Regions from separate parts of the Mus musculus genome. Here regions 2 and 3 are each linked to region 1. Evidence: chromatin contacts called from public HiChIP or PLAC-seq and promoter capture Hi-C data. All regions are on one chromosome and are shown on one strand. Each heading gives the region's core, a stretch centred on a gene start, on an enhancer-like site or on the middle of the called end of the contact. The rest is flanking DNA. Distances are from core to core; before and after follow the strand shown. Region 1 holds the start of Omd (osteomodulin). Region 2 overlaps Ippk (inositol 1,3,4,5,6-pentakisphosphate 2-kinase). Region 3 holds the start of Bicd2 (BICD cargo adaptor 2).

The links. Promoter capture Hi-C pulls out the DNA fragments that hold promoters and counts their contacts. HiChIP or PLAC-seq counts read pairs in DNA pulled down with a chosen protein or histone mark.
Region 2: an H3K27ac HiChIP or PLAC-seq map of heart atrium shows a contact between it and region 1, with 11 read pairs. The contact joins the enhancer-like site here to the promoter of Omd in region 1. A contact is called at or near these places in 15 of 39 promoter capture datasets (the 3T3-L1 cell line, the C10 cell line, the HPC-7 cell line and 7 more), 10 of 484 Hi-C or Micro-C datasets (Th17 cells, bone marrow-derived DN3 thymocytes, cerebral cortex and 6 more), 5 of 115 datasets of contacts at active chromatin or transcription factors (embryonic fibroblasts, embryonic stem cells, heart atrium and 2 more) and 4 of 9 other capture datasets (adipose tissue, liver, macrophages and 1 more).
Region 3: a contact with region 1 is called in a promoter capture Hi-C map of hippocampal neurons, with 2.7 times the contacts expected there. The contact joins the promoter of Bicd2 here to the promoter of Omd in region 1. A contact is called at or near these places in 9 of 39 promoter capture datasets (the 3T3-L1 cell line, the C10 cell line, the SN4741 cell line and 4 more), 1 of 484 Hi-C or Micro-C datasets (the G1E-ER4 cell line) and 1 of 9 other capture datasets (adipose tissue).

What each region holds. Positions count from the first base shown.
Region 1 is chr13:49,581,195-49,583,894 of GRCm38.p6, forward strand. It overlaps Omd (osteomodulin), which reads left to right and starts at 1,268. Exons shown (of 3, transcript NM_001360708.1): 1 at 1,268-1,619. The region is part of intron 5 of Cenpp (centromere protein P); the gene reads right to left.
Region 2 is chr13:49,448,366-49,451,091 of GRCm38.p6, forward strand. Ippk (inositol 1,3,4,5,6-pentakisphosphate 2-kinase) reads left to right here. Exons shown (of 13, transcript NM_199056.4): 10 at 872-1,022; 11 at 1,616-1,718. Among named protein-coding and RNA genes, the nearest start is that of Ippk, 28 kb to the left of the region's middle. Within about 2 kb of position 1,291, at least 60 of the 459 cell types and tissues checked have an H3K27ac peak or open chromatin away from gene starts, as enhancers often do. A contact at or near this core is called in adipose tissue, cerebral cortex, forebrain and 1 more, where this site is marked.
Region 3 is chr13:49,340,261-49,343,171 of GRCm38.p6, forward strand. Bicd2 (BICD cargo adaptor 2) reads left to right here and starts at 1,289. Exons shown (of 7, transcript NM_001039179.2): 1 at 1,289-1,650. The coding sequence starts at 1,411.

The sequences.
Region 1 (2,700 bases), core at 18-2,517:
CTCCTTTAAATTTTCTAGAAACACTTTTGTTTGGGGAACAGGGGTTCTTTGTGTAGGTCTGGTCATCCTGATGACCAGGCTGTTCTGGAACTCAAAGATCTGCTTGCCTCTACTATCCAAGTGCTGGGATTAAAGGTGTGCATCACCACTTCTGGTTCTAGACTTTCAAAAAATGTGCTCTAGTATTAGTGATATATTTTCCTACCTAATCTAGAAACAAGAACAACAGAATCACTATTTTAAGACCACAACATACAATTAATAAAGAATTATATTTAAAAATTAAGTGGCTGATTTTAACTTAATCTTTTAAAAGAACTATAAGGGGACTAAAACAATGCTTGAGAAAAACATACAGATTTGTTCTTCTCCCGAGTGTGAAAGCCTGAGGTTTAAGAACAAAGACAGTAATAGGAAACATATGGAAAAGATCGGTAACTAAATGGAATCTTGGCCCAAGTGCGGTCTGCCACATTTCACATACCAATGTCTCGAGTAATAGACTAGATGTTTACAATGTTGCCAAAGCACCGTTGAAATACTATATACTTTTCTTAAATCTGAAACATTAAAATAAATCCTCTAGGTTACTTATAAAGTCTAATAGAAAACACTGTTTTGAAGAACCAAAACTTCTCAAGCTTGAAAGAATGTCTTTCCAAAAAACTCAACAGCTGATGCCAAGAGACACAGCTAACTCTGTTTAACTATGAAAACATTAGCACAAAAATGTAGCCTTGCAGTAAGCAGGCTTGCTAGCTGCAACTCTTAAGGAGGGCTCCTTCAGCAAATGAAGAAAGTTTCTAAATCCATACAATAAAAGGTAGAAGAAGTGACTGAGCAGCAGAGGCTTTTATTCGATCCCACTTAAAGACAAAGTGGACTATAAAATTATTTTGTGTACTGAGCCGAAAGGCAAGGCACTAGCATACATAGCTGAGGGAATTCATTTCTCTTTAAAAGTTATTAGTAGTCTTTATAAGTGGGAAAGCTGTGCCTTTAATCTGTGAAACCAATGCACTCTACTGCATTCTCAAAGTAAACTAGATGTGAAATGCTGTATGTTTCCACTTCTGATTCTTAGTCAAGAGTCAAAGGAAAGCACTGATGTGAATGCAAGCCTCTGTCAACCCAGGAACCGGATACAATTTTGAATTCCACCTTAAATTGCTGAGACACTGGGCTCCAGGTCACAGTGGACTTTAATCTGAAGAATTCTTTGGCATAAAAATGAAAATAAAAACAGTAATCAGTACATGTTGTTTCATTTAGTCTTGTTTGCCTTTCATATTAAGAGAAAATTCTTGCCACACCTCAAACCAAAATTAAGGAGAAAAGAAAGAAGTTAGCCACATAAATCTGACCAAGAGCACAAACATCTTACTTTGAATCCACAAAATTCTGTATAATGAAAAGAAGTACAAAATTTTAATTCAACCCAAGTGTTTTCCAAGCAGATTGTATTTACTTAAATTGCTCCAGTAATTCAAAGGACAGCCCTGTCTGCACACTGAGTTACTGTGGATTTTTAAGAAACTTCGCTAAAGAATTTAGGCATTTCTGATTCAGTTAAAGGATTGCCAATTCATCAGTCCCTGAAACTAGAGCAATCTCAACAGGTATGATGATAAAGTAATTTTCAACTCTTAAAGTATGTATTCTTACTGTTACAAAAGTGTCTTAGGGTTGCTAAATATTAAATTAGACTGCACTTATCATAAAAGCGCAATCGGGGAAGCAAAATCTGACTAAAAATTAAATTAAAATTTCGATTAAGCAAAATGTTTAAGCAAAAAGACCAGCAAGGTGAGTTTAAATTTCTGATTTAAAATGACTCAATAAGCAATATTTGTTTAGATTATTTTTAAAATAAAACTGGACAAAGGGAAAGAATCTTCGGTTAAAGGAATCAATTTCTCTTTAGTTTCTTGGGTTTGTTTTTCTGCTCTTAATTTTAAATGACAAAAAATTTGCTAAACAATTTTGCTAAAAAAAAATGCTTTGTTGTAATTTTTTCTACTGGGCAAATTTCTGATTTAGAATGTTTGTTTTCATTTGTATCATTCCCAAGACAGGAACATTTTGTCTGGTTATTAAAGGATTCTTAAGTTTAAGTTAATTACGATTTAAATGTATTGTGTATGTATGTATGTATGTATGTATGTATGTATGTATGTACGTATGTATGTATGCATGTATGTATTATTTTAACTGAGACACACTTTTTTTAAAGAGCAAAAGACTAAATTTAAAGTTGTCTTAGACAAGAATTAACAGGTACAGATGATCTTTATATCCTGGCTTCTATGGCCTATCAGTAAAACGGTTAAGAGCTTTAAAACAGTGACATGCTACAATGCTTTTACCTTTAAGTTTCCAGAACTAAGTAAATTATAACACTTTTATTAATTTGGATTAGGACCTACATTCATTTAAAAACATGAGTGTTTTTCTTCAAGTAAGAGAAATGTTATGATAAAGAAACTCTTATTGTGTTATTTGCAAAATTCATATTAATGGATAATTTCTTAAATTTTACATTGTTGCTTTGCTTTATTTTTTCTTCATCTCTCATATTTCTAATAGACAATATAAGTAAGAAATATCACATATTGTTATATAGAAATAAGTACAAAAGATAACAGCTAAGTTCTCTAACTTTTAACCATCTAAAGAAACCAGCATGGTGAATGCCTAGAG
Region 2 (2,726 bases), core at 41-2,540, 130 kb before region 1:
TTATATCTTGGGTATCCTAAGTTTCTGGGCTAATATCCACTTATCAGTGAGTACATATTGTGAGAGTTCCTTTGTGATTGGGTTACCTCACTCGTCTCCTGCTATCTTGACCCAGGGCATGTTATGTGGCTGCGAATGTCTAGCTGGAGTGCTGCTTGAGTATACATTGTTCCCTCTCCCGTTTTTGCCTTTAGTGGATTCTGAGAGATGGTCAGGGATGTCAGGCTCGGTTGAGAAGGCACTGTACACATCATTGTGAGTGCATGAGTGAAGGATGGAGCTTTGCTTCTTCATCTGTCCCAGAGGGGACGGATGGGACCTTGCCAAGGTCCTAACCACAGTCCATGGCTCTGTATGTTTAGCTTTTCCTGTGGCAGCCAGATCTTGCCCCTGTGTGGACTTAATGTTTTTTGACTCTGGAAACCCCAATTGGTCTATGAGGGTTTGAGAATGTCTGAATGGTTTTCTTGTAGTTCTGACCTTTATCTCATGTAGGATTACCGTTAATTTTAAATATAAAGTGACTTCTAGGGCATGTGATGGAGTTAAAGGGTATTCTGAGTTGGTGTTTGGACAGACCAGGGCCAAAGGGAGAGACGCTGTCTCTATCTTTTGTGTGTGTGTGTGTGTGTGTGTGTGTGTGTGTGTGTGTGTGTGTGTAGAGCCACTGGGTCCTGAGGGTGGTCTGAGGTCAGTCAGCCTTGCTCCTTTGTGAGGTGTGCAAATCTGCCTCAGTGCTAGGCTGGAGCCTGTAGGCCTCGTCGTGCTGCCCAGAGTGAGCTCTGCTGTCTGTGCAGGCCTGGGTCTCCCTCCACAGTCTTCAAGAGTTGATAATAAACCTGCTCTCGTTCTCCCCTGATGTTCTTGGTAGGAAAAAACACCTCAGAGCACTCGGGGTTACCGAAGGGCTGTCTTCTGTACAAAACCCTCCAGGTGCAGATGTTGGACCAGCTGGACATCGAAGGCCTCTACCCTCTGTACAAACGGGTTGAGCAATACCTGGAGGAGTTTCCTGAGGAGAGGTGAGGCTGGCACCAGAGGAAGCTATGAGGCTAGGCTAGGCTGGGATCAAGGTTGCCTGACTCCAGAACAAAACAGCTCCTAGAACCTGGCTCTAGGAGGTGCCTACAACCAGCTCTGTCCAGGAAGTCCCTTGTTTGGGTGTGCCAGGGTCTCTGAGATTCATGGTCACTAAGACACTAGAAATAAAGCATGTATGAATGCAACCATTCTGATATCCTATGTCAGGGCCTGGCCTGTAGAGGGCAGTGTTGTCCCACAGGCTGCTTCTGGAACACTGACATAGTGTAGCTCCTTAGCCGTCTCTGCCACGCTTAGGGCCTGCACTATCTCACGGGCAGGGTTCTTTTTGTACATCATTGGCCTTTTCTTGGTGAACAGCTTAAGCTGAGCCGCAGCCTCCTGCAGCCCTGGGTTTTGTGGAAGATCTTGATGTTGCAGAATCAGGCTTAATGAGAGAAAGCAGTAGATCTTTTCGGTGCCTTTCAAACAATGTGATTGTTGGGCTACGTTGTGTGATACAGAACATATTTGTGACTGAAAGTACTTAGAGCTTTGTCACCCTGCTGATTTGGTTTTGGTGCTTTTTCTTCAGGAAAACATTACAGATAGATGGGCCTTATGATGAAGTATTTTACCAGAAACTGCTTGATCTGTCCACTGAGGATGATGGGACAGTGGCCTTTGCATTAACAAAGGTGAGTAGACCCATTGAGAAGCCCCATGTCTTCCTGAGAGTTTCCCTACTCTCCCCTTCACAGCAGTGGCAGCCCAGAACTTAGATCTAAAGCAGAGAAGGCTGCACTGTTTCTTGGGGGGGGGGGGGGGGGGGCAGGTGACCATAATACAGGGCCCACGTGGAATTTCTCTTGGTCCTAACAGGCCAGACGCAGGCCTTGGTGCTTGGTGGCCCTGGGCCTCATCTTTTAGATCCTGTTGACTGTCTTCCTTGGCTGAAATAATTCCATTGGGAACATAAAAAAAAGTTCTGGTGCCTAGGAAGTGGCTCTGAGATGGGCTGCTGGGTAGTCAGGTTTTCATGTCAGATGTACCTAGAGAAATGAGGACCTGTGCTCGCCCTAGAACTGTACAAAGACGTTCACAGTGCTCTGTTGCTGAGGTAAGAACTATTGTAACCCCCGTGTTGTCAGCATGTGACTGTACTAGGTTAGAAATCACATTTGCAACTCCACCGCATTTGTTGCATGGATAGATCAGGGGAGTACTTCTGACCAACAGAACAGTTCTCAAAGGGTCCAGTGATGACTGTGTGTGCAGAGCACTCTTTGAAAATGACATGGATTGCTTGTTCCTAGGGTTTGGGAAGGGGAGATACTTGTGGAAGTTCAGAGTCTCCGTGGTAATGGCAAGCCATTATATGTGGACGTGGAGGATGTAACAGGACATGTCAGAGTCATGCTCATTTCCCATCATGATGCTACTGTGTAGTTTTGAGATGTTGCTGGGAACTGGACACAAAGCCTGAGAACGTGTTAGAATGTGGAGCGTGGCTCATTCATTCTCTTTCATTCTCTTTCTCTCTCTCCTACCTTTCTCCTTCCCTCTATTCCTGGTTTTTCAAGAAAGGGTTTCTCTGTATAGCCCTGGCTGTCCTGAAACTCACTCATTAGACCAGGCTGGCCTCGAACTGACAGAGATCCATCTGCCTCCTGAGCACTGGGATTAAAGGCGTGGGCCACCACTGC
Region 3 (2,911 bases), core at 39-2,538, 240 kb before region 1:
CTGGCCGTGAAATTCTTCTACCTCTACCTCCCAAGTGCTGAGATTAAAGGTGTGTTCCACCACACCAAGTTGATTTACTATGCAATTCTTGTGTTGATCCTAGATTTTCTTTTCGCGCGCGCGCGTGTGTGTGTGTGTGTGTGTGTGTGTGTGAAGTGGGTTCATGTTCCTGTGTGTGTGTGTGTGTGTGTGAAGTGGGTTCATGTTCCTGTGTGGGCACACAGGCCCCACATGCACTGGGAATCAGAGGACAAGATCCAGTTGTCAGTCTTTGTCTTCCATCTTGTTTGAGATTGGTTATCTCTGCTTTTCTTGTCTCCCCCTCTCTCCCGCCCCTGTCTTTCATACTCCAGCCTAGCTTCAGGGGATTCTCCAATTTCCACCTCCCATCTTTCCTCAGGGACATTGGGATGATAGACTGTGCTTTAGGTGGGCTCTAGGGGCGCAAATATAGGTCCTTGCTCTTACTGAGCAAGAGCTTTATCCTCTTAGCCATCTCTCCAGCTGACCTCTATGTTTGATGGTGGTCCGCAGCTGTAGGGTGTGGTGTTGCGGGGGTGTGTGCAGTGAGAAAGGGAACAACACGCTTGTTATATCCAAATCACCATGCAAGGAGGGAAGTTTTATTTAGAATTATAGTGAAGAGTACAGCTACGTCTCGCCGAAAACGGGGGACGGACAACATTTAAATACACCTTTGACATTATGCTCACGGAGGTGCCTTCATTTCCATGAAAGAAAATCCTAACGGACAATGGACAAGAGGAAGTAGTATCCGGGCCTGGGCTCCCCTGAGCCCCTAGCGTCAGGCTGTTGGCATCCTTTTGGCAGTGCCCGCGGCCCGCCACAAGTCATTCAAATTCCGCATAAAGCGCGCGCCACACAGTCTCACCAGCCATGCTCTGACGTTTCAGGACGCGAATCTTACTCGTGATATCCACAGCTCGGATCACCTTACTCCACAAAGGCTGGGAGCGGAAGGCTTGAGGTTCTCCGGGTGGCTGCCGGGTCCCTGGGCTGGGGTCGGTGGCACCCCTACTTTTGTCACGTCAGACGCGCCCGCCAATCAACGATTGGAGCCAGGCGGGTACAGAGCACAACGGGCAAAGCAGTGAGCGTAAAATAGGACTACATCTCCCACAATGCTAAGGGAGACGTAGCTTTGCGTCACGTTAGGCGCCTGCCCCCTTGAGATTTAGACCAATCACAAGCGCGGACCAGGTGGGCGCAAGGGACTACGGGTTGTGTAGTCCATGCTCAGTGGGACTGCAGCCCCCAGTGTTCCGCGCGCGTCAGGGAGGAGCAGTGCGGCGGCGCGGGCGGCCGTCGGGGCTGGGCGGCGGCAGCGGCGGCTAAGAGGGCCCGGCTTGTGGGAGCCAAGGTGGGAGCCGGCCTCGGCGCGCGGCCACCATGTCCGCGCCGTCGGAGGAGGAGGAGTATGCGCGTCTGGTGATGGAGGCGCAGCCGGAGTGGCTGCGCGCCGAGGTGAAGCGGCTGTCCCACGAGCTGGCCGAGACCACGCGTGAGAAGATCCAGGCGGCCGAGTATGGACTGGCGGTGCTGGAGGAGAAGCACCAGCTCAAGCTGCAGTTCGAGGAGCTCGAGGTGGACTATGAGGCCATCCGCAGCGAGATGGAGCAGCTCAAAGAGGTGAGTGGTCGGCTGCGACCCCTGCCTCGGGCGCTAAGGTCACCCTGCCCAGTGGTGGGAGGTACCAGGGGTGGGGCAGGAGACCTAGAGTTGCGGTCCCGGGCAGTGACGGTGAAGGGACCCTGTTCGGCCCTGTGTCCGGTTGCTGGGGTCCAGACTCCCTGCAGCCCCACTCACCCGCTAGTTTTCTTTGCAGGCCTTGTTGGCCTTTTCGTTGAGGACTGATGTCCTGCTATGGTTATTGCTGCCTAGGGTGTGTCTGTGTGGTTGGTGGGGAGCAGATGATGCCCTTACAACTGAGGCTGTCCGTGCAAGTGACCCCAGGGAAAAGCTGGACCTGGGGTTGGTTGACCACAGTTTGTCACCTTCAAGCAAATCACTTCCCCCCCATTTTGGAGCAGCTGCTTTCTGTGCTATTCATCAGGTTTCGTGACCGCCTGAGGCTGGGAAGGGATGGATACAGGGCTGAGTGAGTCGCAGCCCCTGGTTGCCTATGGCCCTTGACAGGCCGGCTTTCCCGATATCCATCGCTCAACCAGCTGCTTTTTCCCCATCTCATTAATGGTGCTCCCACTACTGGGATGCATGGCTTCCATCGACCGCTTCCTGTCTTGCTCTGCCTCCTAGGGCCTGCCTGTCACCGTGGAGTCTGTGTTCTTCTGTTGGAAACATGGTACTTTGTGTCATCCCACTGTAGGAAGAGAGGTTAGACTCCCAGGCTGGCCAAGAGCTTGGGGAGGGGCAGTAGGAGGGACCTGGGTAAGCTTTCTGGGATGATTTAAGTATTAGTAACTCTCCCATCTTCTTGACTCCCCAGCCTTGTTCTGGAGACTGGGGGAAATGCTTTATGGGAGAAGGACACACTTGAGTTTGGACCAACCCCTTCTTATTGCTTGTGATGGGTGAGCCTTGGGTGAGCCATGGGTAAGCTCTCCTCAAACCTTAGCTTCCAGCTCTGCAAAGTAGGAATACAGCTTTGCCAATCCAGAAGTATTGCTTTTAGTATTCTATATTTGGAAAGGCCTGGCATGGGGCCACACAGGTAGCTTGTTGGATTATCTCAACAGTTTCCCTTCCCTGTGAGACTCAGTTCTGCTCTTGAGTATTAATCACAGGCTCATCTTTTGATACTTCTGCTCCCAGTCAGCTTTGGATAGATGCCTGAACTCTTGAGAGCCTCTCTGACTTTTAGGGGAATGAGTCCTTAAAGTCTGGGTAGAGCAGGGCTGGGTGAGTCCCAGAAGTGCCTGCTTCTTTGGGC